Regions from separate parts of the Sus scrofa genome. Here region 2 is linked to region 1. A link is a contact called in public HiChIP or PLAC-seq data. All regions are on one chromosome and are shown on one strand. Each heading gives the region's core, a stretch centred on a gene start, on an enhancer-like site or on the middle of the called end of the contact. The rest is flanking DNA. Distances are from core to core; before and after follow the strand shown.

Region 1 (2,978 bases), core at 230-2,729:
ATTACTGTCTTAACCTATCCCTAGTACTTGTTACTAACAAATTATTTTCTTTATTTCCTTGTTATTCTGTCTCAGGGCTAGAGCATCTCAGTTTCACCAGGGTAGAGATCATCTATCATGCTCATTCTTTCCACCCCAATACCCAGGACGGCCTGCCTGCCTGCCTCATATTTTCTTTTCTTTTTCTTTCTTTCTTCCTTTTTTTTTTTTTTTTTTTTTTTGTCTTTTTAGGGCCACACCCTTAGCATATGGAAGTTCCCAGGCTAGGGGTCAAATCAGAGCCACAGCTGCTGGCCTACGCCACAGCCATAGCAACACAGGATCAGAGCCGCATCTTCGACCTACAATGCAGCTTATGGCAACGCTGGATCCTGAACCCACTGATCGAGGCCAGGGATGAATTCTACATCCTCATAGTCCTCAAGAATACTAGTCCAGTTCGTTACTGCTGAGGTACAATGGGAACTCCCATTATTTTCTTTATTTCAGTTTTATCTGTGTATAATTTTACAGTTTGATTCAAATTCCACATATACATTTATATTTTAAAAAATTGTACATAGCTATTTTCCACATTATTTTATAACCTATGAGGTCTTTAGCACATAATAAGTACTCGACAAAACTATGTCGAATGAATGAATAAATTGTTCGCAAAAGACAATTTCCCCCCAGAATATCAGACAGATCACCTAGGCTCAGGATATGAAAACTTCTTGGGGCAGATAACTGAAAAAATAACCCCATTTGGAGGCAGGTGGGAAAAATCTTTCATTTCAACATAAACTATCATTGTCATCAGCTGGACCATACTCGGAGAAATGCTGAGCACACAGAGATGAAGGAGCAAGAACTTGCCCATCAGGCATTAGGCGTTTAACGCCCAGGTATAACGCAAGTAACAGGTATCAGAGTAAACGTTAACACACTCACAACCGGTCACTTCTATCGCCTTAGGATTAATTCAAGCTGCCGCGCTCAGCATTCAAGGTGTGCTCCTGGTGCCAGCCCTGTCCCCCTTTCTCAAAAAGCCCGACCTCAGGTCTACCCCAGGCTGCTTCCCACTTACCGGCTACCTCCTCGAGCTCGGTTCCCGCGGTGACCGGGGCGGCCTGACTCGCCGGCCAGCGGGGAAGGGCTACCGCCGGAGGAGTCCGGACGGCGATGGACAGGAGGCGCGGATTCCGGGCTGAGGCGCTCCTGCTTCACCACCACCGTCGCCGCCGCCACCATGTCCCCGTCCCGGTGCCTTCGCCGACTTCCCCGCTCCCGCTCGCTCTTCACCTCCTTCATGCTGTGAAACGGCTGAGCCAAGGAAAAACAGGACCGTCGCGCTCCTCTCCGTGAAGGAAATGACGGACTTGAGTCCTGGACTTCCGCTTCCGGGTGCGCGCTCTCCCAGAAACCCTCGCGGCGGATAACGCGATCAGAATCCCGAGTGGGCGGGGCCTTAGGGACCCGACTCTGTGGGGCGGGAGTTTTAGGTTTCAAAAACAAATTGGGGGGAAAAAGCTCCTCTCAAGGTTGTTTGTTGACGCGTTATTACTAGTTACTAAACATGGGGACAAACTACACATCCAGCAGTAGAAAAGAGATTATGTCACCATTTGCAATGGTATTTACAAACTATACGACAAATGGAAAAAAGTCTGACTTGTTAAATGGAAGAAGCAAGATGCAAAATTGTGCGCAGACTGTGATGACATTTACGTTTGGAAATACGAAGGAAAGGGGAAGAGAAGGAAATGCAATCACAGATCGTAGCCCGGGCAAATCGTCGGCCGGGCAAATCGTCGCCATTTCTCCATTAAAGGCAAACTCTTTTTAAAACCTGGGAACTTTAAATGCCTTCCTCTGGGAATCTTCCTCAGCCTTCACTGAGGAGTCAAATGATTCCATTTGCGGGTGACAAAATCCAGGATCAGCGAAAGTGATCTGCGCCTTACTCAAACCGTGAGCTGGACGCAGCGAAGGGATCCAGAACTCAAGTTTCCCCTGCTTCCAAGAGTGCTAAGGCGATCCCGGTGAGCAGGAGGCTTGACAAGCTAAACGCAGGAGAACTTTCCTCGAAGGTTGAGCAGAAAGAAACTCTCGAGCTGCTGGCCCCGCCCCGCCTCGAAGCCCCGCCCAGGCCATGAGGATGTCAAGGACGTTTCCATGGCGACGGCAAACACTGCCCTGACAGGAGGGTCGCTGCTGTGCTGCTACCCTCGCCGCCGCCATGATCCCCCCCGCCGACTCTCTGCTCAAGTATGATACCCCGGTATTGGTGAGCCGCAACACGGAGAAACGGAGTCCCAAAGTAAGGAGGAGTCTCAGGATGGGGGAGCTCGGAAACTCCCACGGGGAATGACAGATCCCTGCCTTGAGGATTGGGAGTCCCAAGGGACAGAGGGTGCAGTGACTGGGAATAAAGGGAATTAGGACCAGGCAAGGAGGGTGGGAGAGCGGTACAAGAAGCCCAGATGTTGGGTGATCCTAAGGGCAGATTTAGGATGGGAAAAAAAGTCACAGAGAGATGGATGGGGCTCCCTGCCCTATCCAGGTAGTGTACAAGGATAGATCTGATAGTGACTGGCCCCATCTCTAAAGGTAAGAAAGTAAAGGCCTGAGCAACATCTGCACAAGGAGATAGAAGCATTGAGTTGGGGTGGGACCAGAGATTCTTCATGGCCTCCTTCAGCTCTGAAACATAACTTCTAATGAGGAAGAGTGATCTGAGAATGGGGGAGAGGTATGCGAGTGACCCGGTGAAAGCCTGCCAAAGTGTGTGGAGCTGAGTGTCTAAATCACCTCCTGTCCCACCTTGTCCTTCCTTCTCAGGCTCGGCTACTGAAAGTCAGCCCCCAGCAGCCTGGACCCTCAGGTCCTGTCCCACAGCCACCGAAGACCAAGCTCCCCTCAACTTCCTGTGTCCCAGATCCTACAAAGCAGGCAGAAGAAATCTTGAATGCCATTCTGCCGCCAAGGTTAAAAAA
Region 2 (2,978 bases), core at 130-2,629, 220 kb after region 1:
GGTTGGCGCTGGTGAGGGCAAGTGGTCCCCCAAACACCTGGGCCAAATCCTGCATGAAGGCATGGTCGGGAATCCGGACGCCTACAAGCTTTGAGGCAAGGGAAAGGGCATCATCAGAAAGGCTGGAAGGGGTGGGCAATGGGTCTGACTTGGATCCTAGCAAAAGCCAAATGGCAAGAGTCTGGGGACACAAGAGAACCTGACTCACGGGAGTGAAGGGGTTCAGGTCCTTGTTGAGCTCTTCTGAGCGTTCCATCACCAGGGTCACTGGTCCTGGCAACAGGTCGTTCAGGAGCCCCTCAGGTACTCTCACATGGCAGTACCTGGGAACAAAGTGGGCACAAATCCAACCAAACGAAAGGCACTGCTGGTCCTATTCCAGACTCTAGGGAGATCTAGAAAAGGTGACCCTAGCGACTACAAGGGGATCCACCTGTCTTTTTTCTTCAAGCCCCCAAGAATTTGAGCAGAAGGTAGGGCACCAGTGGAGCATCCCAAGCTTGGAGCCCACATGCCTCTCGTCTCCGAGCTACAGCGCTTTCACGCTCCATGTTTTACTTTCTTCATGGCACTATTAAACTAAGCAATGTGGTCCCCCGCTTTTTTCTTAAACCGTGGCAGTCCCCCCCCCCCATTACCACGAAAGCGTCAGAATAGGGACCCCTACTGCCTCAATTATCGGTGCGCCCCCGAGCTCGTTTAAGGCTGGCAGACGCCAAGTGCTTCGCACACGTTTCCAGTTCCGGATTCCTGGGTGAGCATGGACAAGCCCCTCCCGCTCTCTGCGCCTCAGTCTCCCAAGCCTGTCACCGGAAACCCCTCCCGCGGTGCCGCCCCCAGCGGGGCCGGGTCGGGGCGGCCTCACCTGTAGACGTCGGCCACGCGGCCCAGGCATACGGCCAGCGGCTTGGTCTCGCTGCGGCCCTTGGCGAGGTACACGGCGCCCAGTGCTTCTGAGCAGCTCGCGGAGCAGGCCAGGCCGTACAGCGTATCGGTGGGAACGGCCACCACGGCGCCGGCGCGCAGCTCGGCCACGGCGGCCCGCAGTGCCTCGGTCCAGCCGGCGCGCTCCGGGCTTGCGGCCCGCACGGCCCCGCTCCCTGGGAGCCGCAACAGCCGGGCCCCCGGCGCTGCCGGAGCGGGGCTCGGCGGGCGGAGGAGACGCCCGCTCCGGGCGGAGCCCGCCGGCCCCTCGCTCAACCCCATGCTGGCAGCCACCGCGGCCCTCAGCCCCCTGCACGGACGCGCCGGAGACATCCGCCCAGACCCACTTCCGGGAGGAAGTGACGCGCCCACTCAGCTTCCGGTTCGAGAAGCTCGGCCCCACCTCCGCGCCGGGCAACTTAAAGGGACCGCGACCCCCAGGAGGATTGAAGGAGACCGGTGGGGACGGGGCGGGGCGCAGCTTTGCGGAGCCCTGGCGCAGCGCTGGGGAGGGGGGGCGGCCGAAAGGGGGGCGGTGGTCGGGCCGCGCAGGCGGAGATGGAATGGGGCCCGGGCTCAGACTGGTCACGGGGGTGAGAGGGGGCCCGTCGGGGAGGGGGGAAGGGGCTCTGACCCCGCGCAAGCGCCGGCCCTGACCGTCTGTCTCGCTCTCTCCCGGGCAGGGAGGCTGCCGGCGTGGACCGTGGGAAGGCGGGGCTGGGGCTCGGCGGGAGGCCACCCCCGCAGCCGCCCCGGGATGAGCGCGCCCAGCAGCTGCTGGACGCGGTGGAGCAGCGGCAGCGGCAGCTCCTGGACACCATCGCCGCCTGCGAGGAGATGCTGCGGCAGCTGGGCCGCCGGCGCCCGGAGCCGGCTGGTGGCGGGGTCAGTGCCCACCCCGGGCTGGGCCTGGGAGGTGGGGACTACCCACTGGCCGCACTTGCTAGCCCTAGCTTTCCCTGGAGGGTGGAAGAGTGTCCCCACCGCTTTACCCCCACTGCCTTTCATCTGGATGAGAGGCTTTGAAAAAGTTAAGTGCTATCCAGATGCCAAGTGGCCATCTCTTGCGGGGGCCTAATCCAGGGCCTTTCTTCCCAGCCTCACTTTTTTTTCCCCCCCCCAACCTGTTCCAATCAGAACGTCTCAGCCAAACCTGGAGCGCCCTCCCAGCCAGCTGTCTCCACCAGAGGTGGCTTTCCAAAGGATGCTGGCGATGGAGCTGCGGAGCCCTGACCATCTCCGAGCGGGGCGCCCTGACTTCTCTCCCTCCCCGGGGCTGGTGGCTGGACTCTGAACAACTCCCTTTCAATAAAGGGGCCAGTCTTCACTGGCAGTGGCTGGTATTTGGCTCTCAGCCTGGGGTGGCAGCTCTGCTGGCAGCTGGGTTCACTCCCACTTCATCCTGGCCGAAGGCAGTGCTGAGCTTTGAAATGTAGCCAGCGAATACCCAGTCTGATTATCCGGATTTGGGCAGGCCAGCAGTGCTTGCCAGAGTGGTCTGGCCTGCTTTGTGGGATCCAGGTGGTGTTACATGTCCATTTCATGCTTTGGGGGCTCTTAGCCCCAGGAAACACTTTTAGCAGAGCCTTGATTAAAAGGAAACCTGCAGACTCTCCTGGTGACCGACCTTTTCCTTTCTGTCCCCTGTCTAAGACTTTGATGCCTGGGGATGGGGGGAAGCGGTTGAAAATGGACAACCATGGGCAGGGATGGGAAAAAAATGCCACAGATACTACCAGGTTTAAATAAGCATTTAATTAGGATTTCATTAGTATTTAATATTGCTTTTTCAATTCCAAAAAGTTAAATTTTCACTTCTTAGCAGATATTTTAAAGTACAATATTAAGTTTTTACAAAATGAGCAATTAAGCAAACACCATTATTTCACATTCTTCAAAAATACAAATTCTTTTTGGGTTTGGAGGTTTCTTCCTTTGGAAGTACTGAACCTGTAACGTTTTCACATCGCTCAGTGGAAGTCCATTGTTCCCATGTTTCACACTTAAATAAATTTGATAGGCTTTTACATAATCCAAATAAAACTATTTGGGGT

Evidence for each region. HiChIP or PLAC-seq counts read pairs in DNA pulled down with a chosen protein or histone mark.
Region 2: an H3K27ac HiChIP or PLAC-seq map of alveolar macrophages shows a contact between it and region 1. The contact joins the promoter of C6H1orf122 here to the promoter of DNALI1 in region 1. A contact is called at or near these places in 2 of 5 promoter capture datasets (fetal liver and liver), 3 of 47 Hi-C or Micro-C datasets (embryonic fibroblasts and retroperitoneal adipose tissue) and 1 of 2 datasets of contacts at active chromatin or transcription factors (alveolar macrophages).

The regions. Positions count from the first base shown.
Region 1 is chr6:93,610,784-93,613,761 of Sscrofa11.1, forward strand. DNALI1 (axonemal dynein light intermediate polypeptide 1) reads left to right here and starts at 1,480. Exons shown (of 7, transcript XM_003361926.3): 1 at 1,480-2,186; 2 at 2,188-2,302; 3 at 2,824-2,969. The coding sequence starts at 2,158. SNIP1 (smad nuclear-interacting protein 1) reads right to left here and starts at 1,386. Exons shown (of 4, transcript XM_021095969.1): 1 at 1,070-1,386. The coding sequence starts at 1,293.
Region 2 is chr6:93,832,387-93,835,364 of Sscrofa11.1, forward strand. C6H1orf122 reads left to right here and starts at 1,380. Exons shown (of 3, transcript XM_021095979.1): 1 at 1,380-1,517; 2 at 1,608-1,809; 3 at 2,062-2,539. The coding sequence starts at 1,483. The coding sequence ends at 2,157. YRDC (yrdC domain-containing protein, mitochondrial) reads right to left here and starts at 1,390. Exons shown (of 5, transcript XM_021095978.1): 1 at 866-1,390; 2 at 209-323; 3 at 1-88. The coding sequence starts at 1,257.